Regions from separate parts of the Danio rerio genome. Here region 1 is linked to region 2. Evidence: chromatin contacts called from public Hi-C data. All regions are on one chromosome and are shown on one strand. Each heading gives the region's core, a stretch centred on a gene start, on an enhancer-like site or on the middle of the called end of the contact. The rest is flanking DNA. Distances are from core to core; before and after follow the strand shown.

Region 1 (3,826 bases), core at 860-3,359, 350 kb before region 2:
GAACTCCTTAAAAGGCATGATCTGCTTCGGGTTGGCGTTGTATTCTTTTACACTGCAGTTTGCGACAGGAACCGGAGTCTCATCTGCAGGACAAAGTGTTAACAGTTCAGCATACAGTATATACTGTAAGAGGATGCAGTTTGTTTAATCGCTTTATTAATAGTTACAAGAGATCAACCTGTGAATGTTAGCACACCACCAATACATAACAACATTATCGGTAACACCTTACTGGATGGGTGTTTATAAGACTGTCATGGATATTATAAAATCATGACATGACACATGCCGTGTACAATGGGAGAAAACAGTATTCAACACGTCATTTTTTTTTCCTGGGAATAATATTTCTAAAGGAGCTGTTGACATGGAACTGAACCAGATTTTGGTAAAAAACAAAACAACGAAAATCTGAAAATGAGTTGTGTGTATTAACAATGAAATGACACAAGGAGAAAGCGCTGAACAACTAAAAGGTATTTAATTTTTTTTTAATGATGGCAGCATAAAGACGCCTCAGATTGGCCAGTTGGCGTTTCTGTGTGGAGTTTGCATGTTCTGCCAATGTTCACGTGGGTTTCCAGCACCTAATAACCACGATTAATTACATTGATATATATATATTGTATGTACTTTTCCACATTTCAATCCATTGTGCTATTTAAAAAAATAAAAAATAAATAAAAATTGATGAGCACTTTAGAACATAGGGGATAGTTTACCCCAAAATGATTAAAAAATACATTTAAAAAAGTTTGGTTATTCGATAAAGTATGCTTTTAAATTTGGTCTCTTTCGACCTAAAGTTGATATCTTAAGAAATGAGCTAACAGTAAGATTTTGTTTGGGTGTAGTACCAAACTTTCATGACCAGTCGTTCATGATATTTCATGTGCATTGCTATTGTTTTACAGTCATTGGATTGTCGTTTAAGCTTTGAAAATATGTCTATAAAAATCTGACTTAAAAAATGAAGTTGTCCTAAATTTCAAATGTTCAATTATCAAGATAAGAAATACAAATTCAAAACATTTCTAATAGGACATAATCAATCAGTATTATTAAATTACAACTGTTAATGATTCAATTTAACTCAATTCAAATTCAGATTGTTTTGGCTTATTTTTAGCTCCATAAATGCGCGCATGCGCTGAACATTTTGCAATGAAAACTATATATTTTGTATAACTACAAAATATATGTTGAGGTCACAGAGACAAAATTGTGCACATATGCAACCAAAACAGTCACAATTTTAAGCCCTACAAATTCAAGCAGGTTCAAGCACTTTGTCCAAAATCCAAGCACTTTTCTAACCTTGAAAACACTATTAAAAATCAAGCATTTTCCAGGATTTCCAGCACCCGTACCCTGAGTTCTGTAATAAGCAGTCATTATCAAACATCCCATCACGAGAGTCCTATGGCTTACCTTATATTTACAGTTGGAATGTAGAATTTAAATACAGAATAATACTTAAATTAATGATAAGATTGACATGTTTTGCTTACCAAATTCATGCAGAAGTCTTTGCAAATTAGGTTTTCCTTCAGCCGTCACCCATTTTTTCCTGCAGTTCCATTCTTCTGTGAATTTTTTGGAGAACATGCATGGCTGATTCGGGATCAGGTAGTTCTTGAAGAATTTGGAGTAGGGTATTTCTCTTTCTATGTACTCGATGAAATGAGAGGAGCAGTGCTGTTGGTGGATCTGCCTGGGCAGTTTGACCAAGCTGGAGCAGCTATGAAAGGTTTCCCTATCCATGGCATTTCAATATGCAGTTTAGTCTTGTGTGTTCGGTTTCATTAACATGTTATTTCAGAAAAAAATACTATATAAAATTATATAATATTTTAATTCAACGACAAAAAAATAATATCAGCATAGGGTCGAATACATTTCAACAGCCTCATGTCTCTCGGATGACAGGCTTGCTTGGTTATTGTTATGTTGTGGAAGTGCTACTAATAATTCGACGGTCCAACGTCACGCTTAACGTTATGCATTATTAAAATATAATTACGAAGCCACTGTCGCTTTATACATGTTTATAGATCAAAAATAACAGTGTTTTTTTCAGCGCCAGCTTCACTTGGAACATTGCTATCCAGTTGCCCACCGGAAAAAATACCGTGTGCACACCAGCTCGGTGATATCCTCGTACGGAATAAGTTGTGTGAAAAAATAAATAATGTAAATTAAATACTTGTTAATTCACTATAAAACGAATTTCTGACGTACTTAACTAGACAAATAGTACATACTGTCCCGTCAAATTTAGAGCGGAATCTTTAATCATGGCTGTTGTTGTGTATCGGAGTGTAAACATGAGCGCACCAAACATTCACCCTTTGCTTGGGCTGTTTACATCGCTATAACACAGCAGCGAACTATAATCTGATATTTGCTGATATTTCTTCTGATTTGGCGTTTTAATTAGATGTAGCAGGAAACACTAAAGTAGTGCAGCAAATGTCTCGCATCCGAGAACAATTTGCCTCGCTGCAAACATATCAAATCAACTCAACTTTACAATGTGAAGGGATATTGTTTATCCCAATGCGTACTTTACGTCACACCTTGCTGTAGCTGCCACTTTCAATTCTGAAGACATCCTAAAAGGTATGAAATATTTCATTTCTGTGGAGGTTATTTCTGTACTTGAGCTGTTTTGATTATGATTTTAGTCGAAGCCCCTATAATATACGTGTGTGTAATAAATTGAATAGAGATTGTAAATATATATATATATATATATATATATATATATATATATATATATATATATATATATATATATATATATATATATATATTATATATATATATATATATATATATATATATATATATATATATATATATATATATATGTATGTATGTATATATATATAGTTAAAAGCTCATGTATATATATATATATATATATATATATATATATATATATATATATATATATATATATATATATATATATGTGTGTGTGTGTGTGTGTGTGTGTGTGTGTGTGTGTGTGTGTGTGTATGTATGTATGTAGGTTTTTTTTTTACTGGCCTGATTGTAGCCAGTGGCTTTTTACTTTTTTTTACTTGCCTGCCAAAATTTTCACTGGCCCCACCAAAAAAAAAAAAAAAAAAAAAAACAAGTTAATAACTATTTCTTAGCCATTTGTTTCAAATAATGTTTAAAAAAAGTCTGTAATTTTGGATTATAAATATTTAAAAATGTCTGAGGATGTAACAAAAATAGCATAATGGAAAATGCTCACGTAGTTTATTGTGAAAAAAGGTGGCTGACTTGTAATGTTCAAATGTTATATTTCGTTACTACCGACCTCTGTGAATAGACATAACTTTTTGTAATCCGTTTATTGCAATAAACAAAAGTTCTTAGCCCTACTTCCCTTTAGTAAAGAAGTAATATATTTATAGGTGTGCGTTTTAACTTCTTATGCATCAAGTATGCGTCATATATAATTTGCAATGTTTCTAAACTACATTATCAATTATTTTTCTTACCAATTTCATCTATTTTGTTCTGTAAAGCTGCTTTTGACCATGACATGTTTATTTATTCTCTTAGGTAAGGCGAGATCTCCACTTAAGTATCATACTTTGAGGGAAAACGTGCTTTATGCATTAGCATGAAGCATCAGAATCGGTATCGGTTGATCACAATGCCAAAGAATCGGTACTCTGTATTGGCTTAAAAAATCCTGATCGGAGCATCCCTAATTTTATGGCCAATGTTATTAGCCTCCTTAAGCGGTGCATATTTTTATTGTCTGTTTCATTGCCTAATTATCCTAACTTGTCTAATTAACCTA
Region 2 (4,023 bases), core at 1,378-3,877:
GTGTAAAATAGCAGAGAATATACTATGATTTTAAGCATTTTAAGTAGTTTATATTCATCTTAGACAACATAATACCAATATTTGTTGAAATAACACTGTAATAACAAATGTCTGGGTTGGTTTTGCTCTAAATGACACTAACTATTAGATGTTATTTAAATACATTCACAAATTTGCTTCACTAAAGCATGCATTACCGAACTACTACCGAAAAAGTTGACCCCCGATCGTCAATGTAAAATTCCCACACTGTTTAGAACTCATTTTGAGTAAAATAACAGAAAATATACAGTGATTTTACGCCTTTTTATATAGTTTACATTTATTTTAGACAACATAATACTAATGTTTGCTGAAATAACACTGTAATAACAAATGTCTGGATTGGTTTTGCTCAAAATGACACTAATTATTAGATGTCATTTAAATATATTCACAAATTTGATTCACTGAAGCATGTATTGCCAAACTACTACCAAAATAGTTGACCCCTGATCGTCAATGTGCAATTCGCAGTTTAAACCTCATTTTTTGGGTAAAATAACAGAAAATATACAGTGATTTTAAGCATTTTTAAGTAGCTTACATTTAATTTGGACTGCATAATACCAATATTTGTTGAAATAACACTGTAATAACAAATGTCTGGATTGGTTTTGCTCTAAATGACACAAATTATTTGATACATTCACAAATTTGCTTCACTGAAGCATGTATTACCAAAGAAATTGACGGCAGATCGTCAATGTATAATTCGCACACAGTTTAGATGTCATTTTGTGTAAAATAACACAGTATAAACTGTGATTTTAGGCAAATTTATATAGTTTACATTCATCTTAGACAACAGAATACCAATATTTGTTGAAATAACACTGTAATAACAAATGTCTGGGTTGGTTTTGCTCTAAATGACACTAATTATTAGATGTTATTTAAATACATTCACAAATTTGCTTCACTAAAGCATGCATTACCGAACACTACCAAAAAAGTTGACCCCTGATCGTCAATGTAAAATTCGTAAACTGTTAAGAACTCATTTTGAGTAAAATAACAGAAAATATACAGTGATTTTACGCCTTTTTATATAGTTTACATTTATTTTAGACAACATAATACTAATGTTTGCTGAAATAACACTGTAATAACAAATGTCTGGATTGGTTTTGCTCTAAATTACACTAATTATTACATGTCATTTAAATATATTCACAAATTTGATTCACTGAAGCAGGTATTGCCAAACTACTACCAAAATAGTTGAACCCCGATCGTCAATGTAAAATTCGCACACTGTTTAAACCTCATTTTTTGGGTAAAATAACAGAAAATATACAGTGATTTTAAGCATTTTTAAGTAGTTTACATTTAATTTGGACTGCATAATACCAATATTTGTTGAAATAACACTGTAATAACAAATGTCTGGATTGGTTTTGCTCTAAATGACACAAATTATTTGATACATTCACAAATTTGCTTCACTGAAGCATGTATTACCAAAGAAGTTGACCGCCGATCGTCAATGTATAATTCGCACACTGTTTAGATGTCATTTTGTGTAAAATAACACAGTATAAACTGTGATTTTAGGCAAATTTGTATAGTTTACATTCATTTTAGACAACACAATACAAATATTTGTTGAAATAACACTGTAATAACAAATGTCTGGATTATTTTCGCTCTAAATGACTCTAATTATTACATGTCATTTAAATATATTCACTAATTTGCTTCACTGAAGCATGTATTGCCAAACTACTACCAAAAAAGTTGACCCCCGATCGTCAATGTGCAATTCACACAGTTTAAACCTAAGTTTTTGTGTAAAATTACACAGAATTAACTGTGATTTGAGGCATTTTATATAGTTTACATTCATTATAGACAACACAATACCAATATTTGTTGAAATAACACTGTAATAACAAATGTCTGGATTGGTTTAGCTCTAAATAACACTTATTATTAGATGTCATTTAAAAACATTCACAAATATGCTTCACTGAAGCAGGTATTATCAAACTACATCCGAAAAACTAGTTGTCCCCCGATCGTCAATGTATAAATCACACACTGCTTTAAACCTCATTAAATCACACTGTAATAATAGCAAATGTCTGGTTTTGCTCTAAATGACACTATTTTATTTGAACAATGGATTAAATGTCATAGAATACAACTTAAAAAATAATATTACTGTTAAATAATAACAAATAGAATAACACATTAAGTAAATAATCTATATAAACTGAGGAAATTCAGATGCTCTCTTGATATTTTCCATACACAAACACACACAATCATTTTTTATCGAACATTATCTGTCTTGTCGTGCTAAACAATCGTTATTATATTCGTTTATTTGATCATTTGGATACTTTTGAGATGATAATAATACAATATTAAGTCTATTAAGTTATCTAAACAATTGCAATACAGTTAATTTTAATAACTTAAACAGAAAGTTTAAATCGTCATTTACAATATTAAGTGATTAATATGTAAATATTTACGATACAGACATTTTAATTACTTGAAAGACACGTTAAAATAACTTTACCTGCAATACTAAACCTGACCCACAGAGTTCTCCGCTCTTATCACCTTCTCGACGGAAGTGATGCAATACGTGCTGACGTGGCCGGAAACCCGCCATCTTGAGGGAGGAAACGCCTCGAACTTAAGGAGGAAACTTGGAACTGTGAGTTTTGTTTTGTTTTTTTAACTCATCAATTTTCTACTTTTACTCTTTATTAGACGTATTTGCTCTATGGAAACAGTTGCCGAATATTCGCGAAATGTTGTCCGTGATTAAAACGGAAGGCGTGCGATATATTCGTAGTTAAACTGAATTAATGATGTGTTTGTGACAAAGGAAACAGCAGTATGGGGACTTCAGTTAATTTTACTCTTTAAATAATAACTTGTGTGATCTGTAAATGGGGTATATTTGTTAAACAAAACTTTAAATACTATGCCGGAGTAATATAAACTAAAAACGCGAAATTTCCGGAGAGTTTTAACGTTAATTATTATATTATAATTTAATAAAGCGTGGTTTTCCCTTTAAGAAAACCAGAAAAGCCACACATGATAACAGATGTTAAAGTCAAAATTAATAAAATATTTTAATAATAAAACTTATCTAACAGGACAGCTTGGACAAGCATTTAAAAATAAAAATAAATAATAATAAAATCTGAAGGTGTTAAGAGGAAAACATAACACATCCTAACTTAAATAACTATATTTTATTGCTTTATTAAATTTAAAGTTAAACTCTGTTAAACACACAAGAAGATATTTAGAAAAATGTTGAAAACTGGTAATCATCGACTTCCCTAGTATGTGTTTTTCCTATGGATGTCAATGGTTACACGTTTTTAGCTTTCTTCTAAATGTCATATTTTACCTCCTTATTAAATTTTACGTTTAAACTCTCCAGAAGTTTTGCGTTGTTAGTTTATTTTACTTAACTTTATTTTACATAAAGTTGTATATAACAAATATAACACATTTATGGATCACACATGTTATTATTTATAGAGTAAAGTTAAATGAAGTCACCATTAATTACTCTCCATCAAATAGCTCCACACATTTATGAATTTGTTTCTTCTGGTAAACACAAAATATGACATTTATAAGAAAGCTGAAAACTTGTAACCATTGATATGTATAGGAAAACACATACTATAAATATCGATGGTTACTGGTTTCCAACATTTTTCAAGATATCTTCTTGTTTGTTTAACAGAAGAAAGAATTCAAACAGGTGTTAAACACGTAAAAGGTGACTAAAACGATGATGATTTTCATTTTTGTGTAAACTGTCTCTTTAAGAAAACCTGGAAAGGCTACACATGATAACAGATGTTAAAGTAAAAACGAATAAATTATCTTAATAATAAAACTAATCTAACTCGACAGCTTGGACAAGCATTTTAATTAAAAATAAACAATAATAAAGTCTGACGGTGTTAAGAGGATAACATTACTAAAACATTCCAACTT

What was found. Hi-C and Micro-C count contacts between places; a contact is called where the count stands out from the background.
Region 1: a Hi-C map of an unstated tissue shows a contact between it and region 2, with 4 times the contacts expected there. The contact joins the promoter of jmjd4 here to the promoter of arf1 in region 2. A contact is called at or near these places in 1 of 18 Hi-C or Micro-C datasets (an unstated tissue) and 1 of 4 datasets of contacts at active chromatin or transcription factors (embryo).

What each region holds. Positions count from the first base shown.
Region 1 is chr2:3,570,652-3,574,477 of GRCz12tu, reverse strand. It overlaps jmjd4 (jumonji domain containing 4), which reads right to left and starts at 2,109. Exons shown (of 6, transcript NM_001076628.1): 1 at 1,512-2,109; 2 at 1-83. The coding sequence starts at 1,764. It overlaps snap47 (synaptosome associated protein 47), which reads left to right and starts at 2,476. Exons shown (of 6, transcript NM_001045437.1): 1 at 2,476-2,622.
Region 2 is chr2:3,225,401-3,229,423 of GRCz12tu, reverse strand. It overlaps arf1 (ADP-ribosylation factor 1), which reads left to right and starts at 2,627. Exons shown (of 5, transcript NM_201452.2): 1 at 2,627-2,710.